Linked DNA regions of Anser cygnoides: region 1 is linked to region 2. The links are chromatin contacts, called in public Hi-C maps. All regions are on one chromosome and are shown on one strand. The core of a region is the stretch at or near the end of the contact, and the rest is flanking DNA. Distances in the headings are between cores, read along the strand shown. Region 1 overlaps KIF21A (kinesin family member 21A). Region 2 holds the start of SLC2A13 (solute carrier family 2 member 13).

What was found. A called contact is a pair of places that touch in the nucleus more often than the background predicts.
Region 1: a contact with region 2 is called in a Hi-C map of liver, with 1.7 times the contacts expected there. The contact joins the enhancer-like site here to the promoter of SLC2A13 in region 2. A contact is called at or near these places in 3 of 7 Hi-C or Micro-C datasets (granulosa cells and liver).

The regions. Positions count from the first base shown.
Region 1 is chr1:16,321,024-16,326,550 of Taihu_goose_T2T_genome, forward strand. KIF21A (kinesin family member 21A) reads left to right here. Exons shown (of 34, transcript XM_066989881.1): 7 at 1,823-1,938. Among named protein-coding and RNA genes, the nearest start is that of KIF21A, 41 kb to the left of the region's middle. Within about 2 kb of position 3,113, at least 1 of the 3 cell types and tissues checked has open chromatin away from gene starts, as enhancers often do. A contact at or near this core is called in liver, where this site is marked.
Region 2 is chr1:16,014,417-16,019,875 of Taihu_goose_T2T_genome, forward strand. It overlaps SLC2A13 (solute carrier family 2 member 13), which reads left to right and starts at 3,550. Exons shown (of 10, transcript XM_048068473.2): 1 at 3,550-4,309. The coding sequence starts at 3,763.

The DNA of each region.
Region 1 (5,527 bases), core at 1,863-4,362, 310 kb after region 2:
TTTCCATGGGCCGTCAGTACCATCTGCTCTTCCTTTCTGGATCACTTCCTTTAAATTAATCCCTAAAGTCGAAACAGATCATGTGCAGAATGGGGCCTGAAGTATAAGATGTAACAGTATGCAGTATATATTGATTCCTACCAGGTTGTGGCTTGCTAACATTTTCCAACTTGCATTAGGCTCTAACTAGCAAGTAATACTACTTATAACTGTTGTGAAATCTAGTTAGTTACATCAACTCTTAAAAGATCTGGTAAAGTTCCTTTTACTTTTCATTTTTATTTATTTATTTATTTTTTATTCCATCAAGAACCAAACAAGTGGAGAAAATTGCAAGCAGTTTTCAGGGAGTACAGGCACATAAAACATGGACAATGAACAAGTTTAACTGATGAATAAGTGCTGACTCTATATTACAGTTATGAAATGTAGTATAAAACAACCCTAGACAAAACATTTCTAAGTAGAAATAAAATTTTTAAGTTGATAGCATCACTTCATATTTTTTATCTGAGTACTGGCTCTTTATGCATTTTTGTAATTAGCTATTAAATGCTTTATTTAATTATGAGTACACTGAAAAGTAGTGCTGGTGATTATCAGTGAAGATTGTGGTTTCATATCTTTTGTTTTGAGCTGCTTGGCTGTGTGTAGGCTCTGCAATTCTTCTTTTAAAGACCCAATAACACAAGTTCATTTTGTTTGAAATCATACCTTTAAATAGCTTTTTTTTTTCCTGGTTCTAGTGTATAGTATCAGATGTATTCTGCACACTGGAACTTTTAATGATTCTCTTACAGTCAGGGCAGTGGTTATATTTTGTAGCCAACGGAAGAGCATTCACTTCAATTTCATCATTGATATAGGCACAAAGCCAATAGAAGTTTGGAGTTTTAATGGAACAAATGCATCTTTAACAAAAATGGGTTACAGAATGCCCAAAGGCGAAAACAAGCATAGTAAAAGTAATATTTTATATGTTCACAAAACATTTACAGTGAATTCCAGCCATTAACTTTGGGAAACACAGATGAAGATGAATTAAACTTTAAAGCACTCTTAGCACATGGTCTGTATGCAGTTCTGCAATTGCTGGGTGCAGTAAAGCCATTTTCAAGACTGTGTTAAAAATTGATTGTACAGGGCGCCATCTAGAGGAATGTGTTTTAATTTGGCAAGTGAATAATCCTGTACATGTAGTTAGTTATACATCTAAAAATAAGTTTATAGCCAAATATTTAGCTGTTTATAAACATGAAACAAGCCACTTTTTAGCAATGCAGTGGCTATGGACTACATAATTTCAAACCTTAAATGCTTAAATCCTCGCCAGATGCAATTTATTTTATATCCATAGTGGTAGTAAAATCTGTTTTTTCATATCAATACTCCATATATTATTCTAAATTTAGCGTAAAGCAGCCTGATAAAGATCAATTTTAAAGATAATGTGGCTACCATTAGAGGCATAGACAAGCTTTAATAATCACTGAAACAAAGTGTTCGTTACATGAAGTAGTTCTAACTTAGTTTGTGAATGATGTGAGATATCAATAGAAAGTGCACACAACTGTGTTAAGCTCTTTGTTCCTGAAGATACCAGACTGTACAATAAACATTTATAAATTTCCATGCTAACAGTAAATCAAATCATTTCCAATGTAAAAACATAAAGAAATACTTTTTTTAGTATGTTAACTGTCATGTGATTTCTACGCCCCACCCTCCCAATGCACAGGCTGGAGTTTGTGACTGATTTTTAAAATAAAGCTACCCAGGAATTCATTCTAACTTGCATGTAATGTGAACTTGTGTTTTACAGCTAGCTCTTGGCAATGTAATAAGTGCGTTGGGAGATAAAAGTAAGAAGGCAACTCATGTACCATACAGAGATTCAAAGCTTACAAGGCTACTTCAAGACTCCCTTGGGGGAAACAGGTACGGGAATATTTTGCATGTTTCATTGTGAATGGAAGTGAATGAGTACATGATCTTCAGAAAGTAAAATAGCCCTTAAAGAGAGTTGTTATCTTTATTATTGTTTGTTGGTGGGAGGTTCCAAAACTAAATGACTGTTATGATTGGAAATGACTGTTATGATTGGAAATGCTGGCAACGCAAGGAAAAGATATTAAAGAGGCTTTTTGCATCATTCTTTTCAATGCTGTTGTAGCTTTACTAGACATGGGGCTTTGAGTTACCTGGAAATGATAACTTCTAAGTAAAGGACAAGTCCTTCCTCTTTAGATTATAGGTACCATAAATGTTAAATCTGTTATTGTGTCATAGCCTTATGAATTACAGCATAGTTTAAAGCCATGGTGGCTTTCTGCTTCAAGCAGATGTTTTTGTTGCTTTTTTTTAACCTGAATTGTTAAACAATACTGGCTTTTGATGTGTTGCCAGTATAGTAACAGAGGAGGTGACTTTGACTTCGTCTATCTTTAAATACAACTGTAAAAACAAACAAACAAAACAAAACAAACAAAAAACACCAGAATTCTCCCTGGAGAACTTCGTCAGACTATTGCTATTTTAACTTCTCAAATTTTGTGTTCTCTGTTTGATTTTTTTTTGTCACTAATTTCCCTTCAGTCCCTTTTCTCATGCCTTTTCCCTCCCCAAGAGGTAGCATTGTGGTTATCTGCGTGCAGTTATCCCATTATTTACTCACCATCCAGTTACAGGTATCATCCAGTTATATTTCTTCATTCAAGCCCTTTGCCACGGTTTGTGTTGGTTACCATGGAGGTGACTGCATTGCATCCACAGGGCTAAGGCTTGGGGATTAACGATACTGTGCCCTTACTATTTATATTTATAATTGCATTTCATATTGTGAAGTCCTCATAGATGCTGGCTGCTGCTGAAGCTGTGCCTTGTAAGAGCCAGATGAAGGCCTAAAAGCAGAGAGACGTTTCTGCAGAGGCATTCATGCTGACTTTGATGTCAGCCTTACCTCTCAGGAAAGCTTTATTGTTGGCTGATGTCTCTCCCTGGATGTCTGCTGGCTTGCGTCAGCATGTGTTGCCATCTATTAGCTAGGGAGCCCAAACCACATTTGCAAATTAGATTGTCTAGCTCCGACTGCTGCCCTTGTGGGCACAGGCTCACTGTCTGCTCTGATCACCATGAGCAGGAGCTTCATGCAGCCAGTTCTCCTTGCACAAAGTACCCTTTGTTGTTGAGCAAGGCAGCTTAGCACATACACTGCCGTCTTTTCATAAAGGTTGTCTATTTCAGGATATTGTGGATATGTCCAGTTATCTGGTGGTGAGTTAGAGACGAGTAAAATCAAACAACTGTGTCACCAGAACTGTTTGTACGACCCTTCTCTGTCTATGTACTGCATAAAGACGAGGAAGAGAGGCTTAGGCTCTGGAAGCTCTAAGCAAACATGCAACATGAACATGTAGAAAGACAAAAGGGACCGTAGTTAAGTATGTTTTAGCAAGCTAGTACATTTATTGCTCTATTTAATCTGATATGGCTGACTGCTGTCCTCAGGGGGGCAGGAAGTATTCTGGGCATTTCACAAAAGAATAGGGAGAAGTGGAGATTTCTTAAATCACTGCTCTGTTCTTCAGAGATATAACTTCAGTAACAGTCTGCAGTATTGCAGCACAGAGATATAAAAAATGGGTAAAATAAAGGCTAGGATTTTCAAAAGTGTTTAACGGAGGAAGAAACCCAATAATAGGGAAAAATCAGGAGAAACCGAGTGCATGACTTCCAAGCTGTTTCTGGAAATAACTTTACAAATAGCATTTCTTGACTAATTTTATATCAAATACACCAGCTAATAGTCACTTTTCAAGCTGCTTCTAAAATTACACTTTTACTGAAATATTATTTTAATTTGACTCAAAACATTTTTTGTCTGGTAGCTCAACTGCTCCCTCTTCTGTACTTCAAGAGAAATTACAGCTTACTGTAAAATGCAGACAGCAAATGCAGTTCCAGATCATTTACAAGGTTATGAAGATATATTATTTCTGTTCCTGACGGATGTTCATTTTTTTTCTCCCACCCCTCATTTTTATTCATGTAATATACATGACAAGACAGGTAAAAATTAGTAATTTGCTGTTAAGGAAGAGTTGCACATTGTAACACAACTTAAATAATTTCATATCCATGCTTTAGCAAACAAACTGTGGGAAAGCTAAATTTTAATAAATATGCATTTTTTCCTCAGGGAAATCAGATTATTAGATTCCTGCTAGACTTTTCCATAGCTTTTCAAATTCCACCCTAGGTACTACAGTCCACATTAGCCATTCTCTTTTGCAAATACTTAAAAAGATTTGCTGGTAGTGATTCAGGTTAGAATATAATTCAGGTTAGAATACAAATACAATTCTGTAACAGTTTTGAAGCAGCATTTAAGCATTAATGCTTCTTGAGTTATTCAAGTTAAAATATGGAGCACTCTCTAGATTTCAGGGAGGCATTTTAAAGAAGTGGAAAAATAAAAGGAGTAGAATGGTGTTTAAAAATGAGTCCACTACAAAATGCAGATAGGAAAGTGGAGTTTGAGTTGCTCAGTTTTTAAGAAAGCTAGCAGAAGCAGTTGTCTGAGGCTTAGAAAAGGAGTCAGATTCTAAACTGAAAGCACAAGTAGTCCTGATCTCAGAATTACTATTATTTTCTTAATCTAGCATATTCATATCTTTAGGACTAAACTCCACAAGTCTGGGGAGGTGATGCAATGGTACACAGGAGATCTGAGAGAGAATTGCAGAAATCTAGTCCTGTCTTACATACTGAGTCTATCCCGTGTCCTCAGGCTAGTTACTCTTTTTAGTTTAGTTTCCCAGTGTGTAAGGTGAATATAATCACTTGCCTCACAAAGGGTTTCAAGAAGTAATTTGTTTTTCTTGATCTGAAATTACAGAAGGCGAAGATCAGATCCAGTCTGTCTAATGCAGATATTTCTCCATTGCCCTGAAGACAGTGCACTCCTAACACAACCACCTAAGCTTCCACGTACAACAAAGAGAAGCACGTTCCTCTAAAGCCTGCTGGGGATGATCCAGTCACCTCCTATATATGTGTTTTCCCCTGTCTATTGAGAACTTAGGGCATATTGGTGCCTTTAAGCTAGGATCTACAGCTGGAATTCTGGTTCTGACCCCTCCAAACTGTTCTTGTCTCATGTGAAATAAGAGTGAGTGTGTGATCCTGGTTCCTCCCCTTACCAGGCGAATAACTAAAACATTAGGCTGGAATGAAAGGCATTTTTTTCTTTGTTTTTTTCCCCCCCCACCTTTTTTTTTTACAGTCTATTTCTTGGAGCAGGGAGCATGTTCTCACCTTGTATATCCCAAGATGGGATGGCTAGAGGGTGGAGAGGAGCACAGGAAGTAGTTGTTTGTTTTGTGCATAGAGCTCAACTATTGCTCCTTTTTATGGAGGTGCTCTAAGCTTAAGTGGTGTTGCAAAACATGGAATTAATTTCTTGCCAGGTGTACTGAGGATAAGTACTATCTTTTGGGCTTCTTTTGGTATAGCAGATATTTGGAGC
Region 2 (5,459 bases), core at 2,300-4,799:
ATAGGAAGATTTTGGAACAAATGAAGTTTTAAGGTAATACACAGTTTATTTCAGATTATATTTATTCTTAAATTCCTATTTTCATTCTCTGTTTCTCTTTTTTAAACTCCAGTCTTCCTTACAGTCCCAGCCCTACGTAACCAACACATATTCACAAACTCAACCAACTGATGTGGTCCAGGATCAGGATTTGTGCCTTGTCAGAGGGCCGACTTGTAAGAAGGTACCCAACTATGTTCCTTGGCACACTGGTAACGTATCATTCTGTGTTCAGAAGATTTCTGAACCCTGAGAACTACATGCAAACATAGAAAATGTGTAAGAGAGGGTTTTGACATTACTAGCAGTGAACAAGAAAAGATCATTGCTTTTCCAGTGTTACAGACATAAGATAAATTGCTACTGTAAACAGTATTTGCTGATCTTTTTTTCATATTTAGCTGGGTGATTTCCCTCAGACCAATGCAGTGGTATCTCTAAACTTATGTAGCAACTCTGCTCATAGCAAAATATTGTGAATATCATAGAGGTTTCCCATCAGAGTTTAAGGCATCATAACCTAAAGAACAAGAAAATAGTTTTGAAGCCCCAAAATGCATGGTGTATTGCTAAAGCCTACATGAGGCTAAAGACCACCTGCTTACCCTCACAGCATTGACTGAGATGGGAAGAATCCTTGGCTTGGGGATCTGCTCCCTATATCTATTTTTTCTTAATGCACTGGCTGCTTCATGTACAAAATATAACCAGCACTGAGAAGGCAGGACCTTCATCTGCCACATAGTCAGATCATTTTCTACCTTGTTGTCCACCTAGCTCCATGGCTCTTACATTCTTGCACAGCAGCCCAGTTTCCGTTTCCGAAAACCCATCTTTCTGAAAAACCCAGTTTCTGAAAACCCATCTTTTCCCCAGTTTAACCTACAGTCTTCTTGGGAGGTGCGAGACACATTTAAATCCTCTTGGGATGAAGCAAATCTGTGATTCAGGTGTCCTACTTCCTAGGTGAGGCTATCAACCATTAGGCTGTAAAAACAAAACCTACTGCATCTCACTGTGCATCTTGGCTGGACTGAAATAGCCAGGAGATTTAGGCACCGATCCACCTGCTTTCGAACGCCAATAAATCCTGAGACAGCAGCTAACTCCCAGATATTCAGGCCTGGGGGAGTTCTGGGCCATGTATCAACAATATATAAGCAGTAAAATCCTGTAATTATTCCTGCTGTATGCTGAAATGGAAAAAATCATGTTGGGTTTATTAAAGCTGGACACGCTCTTTGACCTAGTTCACAACATGGCCTTGCAAACAGTTGTGCAAACACACCTTGTAGGGAGGGATGAAGAGGTGCAGCGAGTCTTGAACAGTCTTACAATTAAACAGTTAGTCTCCTGAAAGAATAGCATGCCTAACATCCACACAAATCCTTTTGGATCTGACCCCCAAGTCTTAGATTACTAATCACACCTACGACATTCTGCATTACTGTGAAATCATTTATAAGGCAGCTGTTATCATGAAATCCAGGTGCTATGGAGAGATGATCACAGTAATGAAAATCTACACACAAAACAAACAAATCCTCCCTCTTTCTCATGCAGTCACTCTTCAGTGTAGTGTATCCTGCAGCTGAACTTCTTTGTTGTGTTTCTTCAGGGAATACTTTTAAGAGATAAGCTTGACAGCATGATCTGAAGAGAAATATGTCTATTTTTGATTGTGTTGGGCTAGCCATGGAAAAAAAAAAGCTCTTTTTGTTAGCTCTCTTGAGTCCCTATTGACTATAACATACAGAATGCCTCCAGCTTCTGAGATGGCTGTTAAAAAGACAGGTTGTTTTTGTGACAGCCAGCTGTTGTGACAATATGCTGTGAGAGCATTCCTTCTAGCTGGCTAGGGATTTGGTGTGAATATTTTCTGTTTAATGCACTGTGTCCCACATTTTATAGTTGGGCTTTCCACATACAAGTAGTGAGCGCTGTGCTTCTTGGGTGAGTCGGGAGGTTTCTGGAACATTGCAGATCTCTCCACTGGTGGCATTTTAGAAACGCAAGCCAGTCTGCTCCCGGAGAGCTCCCGGACCTGAGGGAATGACAGTTTCTTGCAGCACAGCTTTATTCCTGATGCTACAGCTTGGATGGGTTTGTCTGGGTCTTGCTTGAGTGCTGGGCTGGGCCATAACAGGCTGTAAAGGAATGAGGAACGCTCTGTGCCAATTACACCATATTATCCAAATCTCGATTAAAAGCATCAGAATGTTAACATTTAATTCTTACTTAGGTTTCTCAAACGTGGAAGCTGACCTATTATATTTTAAAATCCTCTGCCACATCTGTCGCTAACTGGATTCACTACATAGACAGCTGTTAGTATCTTGTGTTTAGTAGCCAGAGCTCACTGTTGTATTCAGTCAGTGTTACCCGGAGCAGAGTACCAGCCTTTCACAGCTTGCTTTGAGGCAGAGGCAAAGCACTGACGAGGTTGCGTGCAGCAGGCCCTGTAGGACTTTGCTCCCCTTCTCAATTTGTAGCTGATGTGGCTGTGACTAGTACTGCTCACAAGGTGTGGGCCGAGAAGTGCCGATCCAGTTAATTACCAAAACTTTCCACCTATGGGCTGGGCTCGTTATGAAGACCTTTACAGAAGACAGTTAAGTCAGTAGGAAAACTGTGTTTATTTCAATACACGCTGTTAGATCAGGCCTCAAGAATGAAGCACAACTGGTGATATTCTGGTATGACTTCTTCTGTCAGGAAGGTTTGCGTTACGCCTAGGAGGCTCTGCCGTGGATATTGGCCAGCAAATGCTCGTTTCCTCCGAAGGAAACACGCACTTATATTTCATCTACTCTCCACCAGGAGGCACAGTTTTCCTACCAAACCACTGAAAAAATAATAGAAAAAAAATGCGTTATTCCACTGTATTCCGTCTGATTTAAACCTTCATCTTTACACTGGTGAGAACCCCAAATAAAAAACGCTTAAAGATACCAAAACGCTATGCTTTCATTTTGACAATAAACATGAAAAAATCCCCAATTTTTTTTTCTTCCTCTTTTATGCTAACAAACCTGTTCCTCTTTGACACTAAAGATTGGCCTAGACCCCCCCCCCCCCACACACACACTCACACACACACTTTGGCCACTCGGCGCTTTAGAAAACCACAGGTGCGAACTCTGAATGTTGCTCGATAAAACGACCGAGTTTATTGATTTTAACCGCGGTTCTCCAGCGGGGGCTGCCGCCGCCCCCGGGGGGGGGCTCTGCGAGGCGGAGGCACCGGAGGACCGGCGCTTCGGAGCGGGGCGGCGAGCCGCCGCGGGGAGCACAAAATGGCCGGGCGGCGGGACGGGGGCCCCTCACGGGGCGGCTTCTCCCCCGCGGAGCGGCTCCCGCCGGCCGTGAGGGAGGCGCTGGGCGGCGCGATGGCGGCTCTCAGTGCGCGGGCGCGGCCCCGGGGCGGCTGCGCGGAGCGGCGAGGGGCGGCCCCTGGCTCCCTCCGGGCCGCGCTGGCCGCTGTCCCCGCCCGCCCCCGCCTCCAGCTCCGCCCGGGCGCTGGGAGCGGCGGCGGCGGCGGCAACTTCCCCTCAAGTGTGGCTATGCGACCCGGCTGAGCGCTGGCCCGGGAGGGGCGGGCAGGGCTAGCACCGCCACCGCCGGCAGCAGCCACCGCCACCGCCGCAGCCCGGCAGCCGCCCGCCCGCCTCCCCATCCCCGCTGCCCTCCCCCGGGCGGGGCGGGACCCGCGGCGGCCGTCCCATGTCCCGCAAGGCCAGCGACAATGTGGAGTACACGCTGCGGAGCCTGAGCAACCTGATGGGCGAGAAGCGGCGGCGGCAGCAGGCGGAGGGGGCCGCCGGCTCGGCGGCGGCGGGCGAGCGGAGCCTGATCGCCGCCGAGTCGTGCTCCAGCCTCAACAGCGCGGCGTCGGGCGCCGAGCTGGAGCGGGCGGCTCGGCGGCAGTTCCAGCAGGACGAGACCCCCGGCTTCGTCTACGTGGTGTCGGTCTTCTCCGCCCTGGGGGGCTTCCTTTTCGGCTACGACACCGGCGTGGTGTCGGGGGCCCTGCTGCTCCTCAAGCGGGAGCTCAACCTGGACGCCCTGTGGCAGGAGCTGCTCGTCTCCAGCACGGTGGGCGCCGCCGCTCTCTCCGCCCTGGCCGGCGGCGTCCTCAACGGGCTGTGCGGCCGGCGGCCCTGCATCCTGCTGGCCAGCGGCCTCTTCACGGCGGGGGCCGGCGTGCTGGCGGCCGCCCGCGACAAGGAGACCCTGCTGGGGGGACGAGTGGTGGTGGGACTGGGCATCGGTGAGTGGCCGACCCGGCGGGACCCCCCCCCCCTACGACCTCCCCCCGTCTCCCGTTTATGTAGCGGGGAGGCGAGAGCGGGCTGCTTGTCCCCCCGAAATGTGCGCTGTGGGTCCCCGAGGTGGCTGGTTTTGCAGGGAAAGGGGGGCTGCGGGCAGATCCCGGCGTGGATGTGGGTGCCTGGACCTTCCCCGGGGGTGCTGTGGGGTTTTGGGGAGCTGGCTGCTTGAGGAGGGGGTGTCCCCATCCCTGCCAGCCCATCCCGGGGGGCTCACGCCGTAAGCTGGAGGTTTGAGGGGGGTCTGAGAGCATGCCCGTCGTTCTGGGCTCTAAATACCTCTCTTCCCGCTCCCTGTGTGGTTCTGGCTGCTATGGGGCATTCAGGGAATGCTGTGGGGACAAAATCAGGTAGTACTGCTGAGGCAGCAGCCTCCTCTCGGTGACATTTGCTTTCGGAGGCTTTGGGCTCTGTTAAGGACATCTTGCAGAACTGAACGCGCTCGCCCACCTGTACCCGTTGTGTAACTGGCGAGCAGTCGATTCTGCTAAAACTTTCGCTGTACTTGTCCCAGAGAGCTTGAAGCAATGGGGAGTGTTTCCTCCAACCTTTGAGCCTCCTTTCTGCTCAAGGTAAATCCTAAATGTCCCCAGAATTTTGGTTTCTCTTCAGCTGCCTCCCTGTCAGACTGTAGTTTGGGCAATATTCATCATCAGAGATAGGCACTGTGAGTGTGTTAAAAGTCCTTGCACTATAGTATCTAAAAAAAAAAAAAATAAGTAAATCTTTCTGGCTACAGTCTTGCAGCCCTCCCTATCTAAAAGCATAAGGACAAGTTAAGAAGTAGGCTGGTTTCCTCTGCATAACTGCGTTCAGTTTCTTAACCATTGAATAATTTTTTGAATCCTCTGGCATGCTATAAACACGCTTGCTGGGATGCAATTCATAGTCTTATTAAGGAAAGAAGTTAGTGAGTCATAATAAAGGCTGTCGGAAATAAAATTGGCTCCGTCCTCAGAAGGGCTCCTGCTGGTTTTCCTGTGCAGTAAGGGACATCTCCAGGTTGCGGTTTTCCTACCCCAAACTGGGGGCTTAGTTTTTTATTTTTTATTTGTTTTAAGTGCTAACCCCCTGTATACTTTAAATCAAGGC